2 separate regions of the Rattus norvegicus genome follow, and region 2 is linked to region 1. The links are chromatin contacts, called in public Hi-C maps. All regions are on one chromosome and are shown on one strand. The core of a region is the stretch at or near the end of the contact, and the rest is flanking DNA. Distances in the headings are between cores, read along the strand shown. Region 1 overlaps Cubn (cubilin). Region 2 holds the start of Vim (vimentin).

Evidence for each region. A called contact is a pair of places that touch in the nucleus more often than the background predicts.
Region 2: a Hi-C map of kidney shows a contact between it and region 1, with 4 times the contacts expected there. The contact joins the promoter of Vim here to the enhancer-like site in region 1. A contact is called at or near these places in 4 of 12 Hi-C or Micro-C datasets (the A7r5 cell line, kidney, mammary epithelial cells and 1 more).

The regions. Positions count from the first base shown.
Region 1 is chr17:81,426,865-81,430,124 of GRCr8, forward strand. All of the region lies in intron 27 of Cubn (cubilin), which reads right to left. Among named protein-coding and RNA genes, the nearest start is that of Cubn, 73 kb to the right of the region's middle. Within about 2 kb of position 1,482, at least 40 of the 93 cell types and tissues checked have an H3K27ac peak or open chromatin away from gene starts, as enhancers often do. A contact at or near this core is called in the A7r5 cell line, where this site is marked.
Region 2 is chr17:81,575,490-81,578,749 of GRCr8, forward strand. Vim (vimentin) reads left to right here and starts at 1,772. Exons shown (of 9, transcript NM_031140.1): 1 at 1,772-2,414; 2 at 2,971-3,031. The coding sequence starts at 1,852.

The DNA of each region.
Region 1 (3,260 bases), core at 232-2,731:
TGTGACTATAATGAGTAAAAATGGTAATTAATTGGTCTGTCACATGAGAATAGATGAACAGATTGACATTCTCCTAAATCTTTTTAGCACGGGAATGTTAAAACCAAAGCAGACCTTTCAACTTCTGATTAGCACGGAATTCATTCTTTATGCATTAACTTTCCTTTTCATTTTCTTCTCTTTTTGATTCTGGAGCTCAAACCCAGAATCTTGCCACTGTAGGCATCTACCGTACCACCGAACCATTAACCACAATCAACAGTATTGTTTTTCTTATTCTCTCGAAGAGTGTCTAGAAGTAAACTTCATTTTCTCAGTTGCAGAAGATTGGATATAAGACATGGAAGGTGAATTACGCCTTTCTGGTATGATACCGTTTAAACTGGGAATTTTTCATCAAATCCTGCTATATAGAAAGCTTGGAATCCAAGGAAAACTGTTTCACGTCTGAAGCTTTTTTTTTCTTTTTTTTTTAACGTGACTGAAATAAGTTAAAGCACTTAGAGAAGAACCTGCAGGGGCCAGCAAAGATTCCTCTCTCTATATATGAAGGGAAACGCTAGTCAATACAATGAAGCTGATGAGTGATCTCTGTCCAGGAGCCCTTAGATGGGCTCTTTGAAGTCAAGCATTGATGGAAGCGACCAAGTCATTTCCTTGATGGGGCATTCATAGAAGATGGGCAGAGTTGGTCAGAGTCTGGCTACAGGGACTCTGCCTAGCACACAGTCTTGTAGAAATTACTTAACGTCTTGAACTCTATGAATGTGCATGTTTGGTATGCCATGGTACTAACAGCTTTCTGGCAAATGAGAAAACTACAAGGCGACAAGGAAATTCATTTGAAGTGTTCTTCTAATTTTTGGTCTGATATAAAGGGAACACTCCTTTTCTTTTCTTAACTAAAGAAGCCACCCAGAAGTAGCTTTGTGCAATGACATATGAGTCTAGACAGCTGAGGCTGACTCACGTTTAACACTTTACAGAACCACCATCACTGGCTGAGCAGGGAGGGAAGAAATGAATCAAGCCTGGAGATGGAGAACCCTTGCTTGCATCCTGTTGCTATGGTAACCTGGGTTTGAGTTGTGACTGCAGTCCTCCCTGACATTCTGGGTGGACAGCCAGATGCAAATCACCCTGAGTGTGGGGAGGGAAGTTAAGTATACGTGCAGGAGGTGAAGAAGTGCGGGTCCATCATGGTAGAGGATAGCCCAACAAGGGAGAGGACATCAGGAGCTGCTGAGGCTAGCACAGTGAGGTGAGAAGGCACGGGATGTGCCAAAGTAATGTGCTGTTCCTTATTTTAGTGACCTTTCTCCTCACTGTCCTATGGTGTGCCTCCTGCTGCTTAAGCCTTGGAACTCAAGAGGGCAGAAGATGCAGAATTCTTCAAACACCTGTTTATTTCTCCCCCGAAAACCACAACTGCAGAATGCCTATGGTACTGACTCATTGTATTTCCGGTGCTGTAGAAGCCAGGGTATTGTGTGGGCTGGGAAGGAACCCCACCTCTGAGCTAGAGCCCAAGCGCAGGAGTCAGCCCTCACGAATGTTGTTAATTTTACACACATGATTTTAGTAAGCATGAGAGCCTCCTAGGTCACTTTAAAATGTAAAGGCTTCGGAATGTTTCTGTAATTCTGCCAAACGAAAATCGCAGAGTAGGAGACTGATGCAGAGTCCTCATTAGGAACAGGGAAAACCCAGGGCGTGTGGGATCCGTCATTGAATTACAGAAGGTAGAGGAGCTAAATGCTGCTGAAGGCTGAGGGTGCATGACACACTCGGACAGTGCTCCACCACAGCTCTGTGGGGCCTTGGTGCCTCTCCCCAACTGAACGTGCAGCCACTCACTCACGGCACACCGGCACCGGCACCGGGGATTCACACACAGTGGCATCGGGGACTCACACACAGCAGCATTGGGGACTCACACACACCAGCATCCGGACCCACACACATGTCCTCACTACAGGAAAAGCCACGATGCCACGCACTGCCAGGGTGGGGCAAACCCACGATGCCACGTGCTGCCAGGGTGGGGCAAACCCACGATGCCACGTGCTGCCAGGGTGGGGCAGGGCATGTGAAACGCCCATCTAAAGTCAATGGTTTCCCATAATGCCAGGCTTTGCGTGCCGGCGACAGACCAGCAGACGGCCACATTCTGAGTTATTCTGAGTTATTTTGTATCACTTTGAATTAGGACTTTAGCTCACATCCAGATGGCACAGTGGCCTCTCTACGGGCTGGCTGATCTCAGCCTGCTCTTGTTGCCTTTATGGTTTTAAGTTCTGCTTTCTACGGATCAGTTCCATTAGAAGGCACAAAGGCTGATTTTCAGTCTTTTGGTTGTGTTTTTTGTTTTGTTTTCTTTCCTCTTTTTTTTTTTTTTAATCAATGCATAACCATGAATGTAGGCTAGCATTTAACTACAAAGATGTTTATCTCAGAGAGGATCCTAAACGTCTCCCAGCAGGCTGCACTGTGAAGATGAGAACTTGGAAAGTAACACACACACTAGATACGCCCCATAGAAAAATGTCATTACAGGGTAGAATGCATAAGATAATCTATGAATATTAAAATAAAATAAACATAAAAAGAGCAGGCAATGAACACCACTAAATATTCTTAGTAGTGGTGCAATTTAAATCTTTTGGTTTCCTCTAAGCTTTCCTGTTTTCTCAATCTCCTGCAATGACTATGTGTGTGTGTTTTTATTAGATAAATCTACTTTTAATACATTCTCTCTGAAGAATTATTGGCATCATAATATAAGTATGTCTTAGCTATGTTTTCCCTATGCTAGAATTACATACTCTTCTAGGCTTCCAGACACTCAGCTGGCCCCAGTAAAAATGTTCTATTTCCCACATCTCTTCTCTCGGCTCAGAATCAAGCATCAACATCTGTCTTAAAAAGTTGTTACAGAAAGTAATCAGTTCCAGCATTATTTTCAAACCATTTTAATCCTGAGTATATCCTTTTCCATAAGTAACTATTAATAATTATTCTAATTCATTATAAAAATGATGTCTTCAGAAGTCCAGGGACATCTATAAATATTGGATTTTATGACCACTGATGGAGTGGTGAATGCCTAGTCCCTCCCCAGGGAGAAGGGAAAGACTTTGAGAGCCAGAAACACTGTCCTGTGGATACATAAGTGGTCAGTTCCACAAGCTGCAGCCTTCAATTGTCTTGCCGTAGTGAAACACTAAGTGTTTAAATATATATTATTGTACCTTCCAATG
Region 2 (3,260 bases), core at 522-3,021, 150 kb after region 1:
CAAAAAAAAAAAAAAAAAAAAAACAAAAAAAACAAAAAACAAAATCAAAAGCAAAAACACAACACAAGCTCTTTCTCCTATTCTGTTCACTAATGAACCCATCTCCCAGGTTTTTGTTTTGTGTGTGTGTGTTTTTTTTTTTTAAATTAATCGTTTCAGTACTCCTCAATTCCCCACCAAAAGCAACTGTAATTTTTCTATCAGTGCTGAATCACAGAGGGCCTGACTTCACTTTCTTGAAAACTCCTTCTCTCTCGGAGAATCCAGTCCCCTTCGTCTTGCCTAGTAGTTAACAGTGAAGCAATAGCCTTCGGTTGGGCCTTTTCCCTCTGAAAAGGTGACAGTCTCTGGATCTGGACACACTCTGAACCCTTTGTTCTGTGCACAGTTGTCTCCGTTTCAAGTTAGATTTCATGACGTTTCTTTGTGGAAAACAGGATCTGTGACATTGTCCAGACGAGTCACTAGAATCTTTCCCCCTGCATCGCTGCTCTAAAATCTACACAAATCTGCTTCTTCGGTTTATCACTTGAGTTACATAACTACCTTTCATCCGAACTCATTCATCGAATTGGATATTTTAGCAACACCTAATGAATTCTTGTCCGGCTTGGGTTATCTTCTAATGAAGTCCACTTTTCAGAAAAGCCCGTGATCACTGAGCTTGCTTTTGAAATTACCAAAGTAGTTTCCTCTTTCACCCAGAACTTAGGGTGTGGTTTCATGCAGGAAGAAGAGACAAGAGGGAAGGGCGGCAGGGAGACTTAGCTAGAAAAGCCTTTCTGAGTGCTTTTGTGGTCTGGGAGGAATGGGATGTGTTTTGTGACTCCCCCGGGTCTGCATGAGTTTCTTCCTAAAGAGAACCCTCCACACTCCCACAATAATAACCAGAGCGGCCACGCTCAAAGTTGGTTTAAAACTTGGGACAGCGAGTTCAGCGCTCTTGGAGTCTGGAGTCAATCTCAACTAACGGTTTTCCTGAACCGCTAGCCGATCTCACCCTCAGGGATCCATGAGACACAGACACTGACTCAGCGACCCCACCCCTGTCCCCTGGGCTTTCCTCCAGAGGCAGTGGATCCTGATCCTCTGGAGTTGCACGGAGTCCGTTAGATCAGGGGGTACGACCACCCCAAACCTCTGTAAAGGATCCGAGCGAGCGCCCGGCCTTGAGCTAGATATCTTGGGCTGTGTGCTTCTCCACCCCCAATCTCAGGCCCTCTTTGTTTCTCTCTCCCCGCCTTCCGATCTGCAACACCGCTCTTGCAGGCTCTTCCCGCTCCCCGGCTCACAGATCTCCCCACCCACCCAGTCCCAGAAGACCGCAGCTTTGCGACCGCGCCCCTCCTACCGGCGCGCCTAGGCCCACGCCCCTTTGGCTCAGTGCCAGGGACCGATTTACACAACTTTCCGGAGCCCCCCTTCCCCCACGAATCCTCCCCGCGATCCCTTCTTTCTCAGCACCCAAGGGTGAGCAGAGAGTTGGGGTGATCATCCGGAAAACCCCTGAAAGTCCTAAGACTTCCAAGTAATAACAGGACTGTGCTCGATCCCCGAAAGCCCAGGAGGAAGGCTCGAGGGGAGCCCCCCCCCGCCCCACTCCTTCCTCACTTCTCTCCGGGTCCCCATTGGCTGGCTCATTCGGCGGCTAGGATGACAGTGGGAGGGGACCCTCTTTCCTAACAGTGTTATAAAAGCAGCGCCCTTGGCGGGGTCCAGTCCCTCTGCCACTCTTGCTCCTGGACCCCCCAGAGACCCCAGCGCTCCTACGGTTCACAGCCACTGCGCCCTCGCTCTCTTCTTGCAGATCTTGCAGCCGCAGCAAGCCAGGCCACCTCGTCCTTCGAAGCCATGTCCACCAGGTCCGTGTCCTCGTCCTCCTACCGCAGGATGTTCGGTGGCTCCGGCACATCGAGCCGGCCCAGCTCCAACCGGAGCTATGTGACCACATCCACCCGCACCTACAGCCTAGGCAGCGCGCTGCGCCCCAGCACTAGCCGCAGCCTCTATTCCTCGTCCCCGGGTGGCGCCTATGTGACCCGGTCCTCCGCCGTGCGCCTGCGGAGCAGCGTGCCCGGCGTGCGGCTGCTGCAGGACTCCGTGGACTTCTCGCTGGCCGACGCCATCAACACCGAGTTCAAGAACACCCGCACCAACGAGAAGGTGGAATTGCAGGAGCTGAATGACCGCTTCGCCAACTACATCGACAAGGTGCGCTTCCTCGAGCAGCAGAACAAAATCCTGCTGGCCGAGCTCGAGCAGCTTAAGGGCCAGGGCAAGTCGCGCCTGGGCGACCTCTACGAGGAGGAGATGAGGGAGTTGCGCCGGCAGGTGGATCAGCTCACCAATGACAAGGCCCGTGTGGAGGTGGAGAGGGACAACCTGGCCGAGGACATCATGCGGCTGCGAGAAAAGTAAGGCCTGACCCACGCGAGTGGTGGGGTGTGGGTGTGGGTGTGGGAGGGAGGGGAGTCCTGGGCCTGGCGCTGGGGCTGCCACGCCCTTAGGGATGTGGCTGGGGTGGCGGTTGTCTGGGGGATAGCAGAGGAAGCGGGCCCCACCCTGAACCTAAACTTTGCAGTGAACATTTCTCTCTTCTCCCCACTCAAGCACTTCAGTTGAACTTTTAGAAAGTTTGTTAGGTCCATCTGGTGAGCTTACAGTTACCAGACAGAACGAAAGAATGGGTGTGAAGGTTTCCAGACAAAGAGATGGCAAAGGCAACTGGGACGCTGGGACAGGGGACTGGCTGTGATTGTTGGGAAGGGCACTGATTGCCTTTTTCAGTGTGCCCCAGCTCCACCTAACACCTGCAGAGAGCTGCCAGCTCGACAAGTTGCCGTCACTGCTGTGGGTGGAGGTGTCTGTCACAGCAGCCCTGGCCTCAAAGCCAGCGTTAGTGGTTGGGTGTGGCCGCCCCGCCCCTGGCCGTTTCCCAGTTCCCCTTTGGTTAATGTGCTGCTGCTTCAGATTGCAGGAGGAGATGCTCCAGAGGGAGGAAGCCGAGAGCACCCTGCAGTCATTCAGACAGGTCTGTAGACTCCTTTTTCACATGCAGCCCGCAGCTCCACGGAGCCAACCGCACGCGCTTCTAAAAGTTACTTCGCCCACGTTTTAAAAGGTGCAGAACTTCACGTCTGCGTGTAAAGCCCCCTAGCGGCGGAAAGTGCACACATTGAAAAACTCCACTATTCCAGCCAATCCTTGGAACATGAAGGCTTTATTTTCTGCTTCCTTTCCAGATTTTTCTTACACCCCTC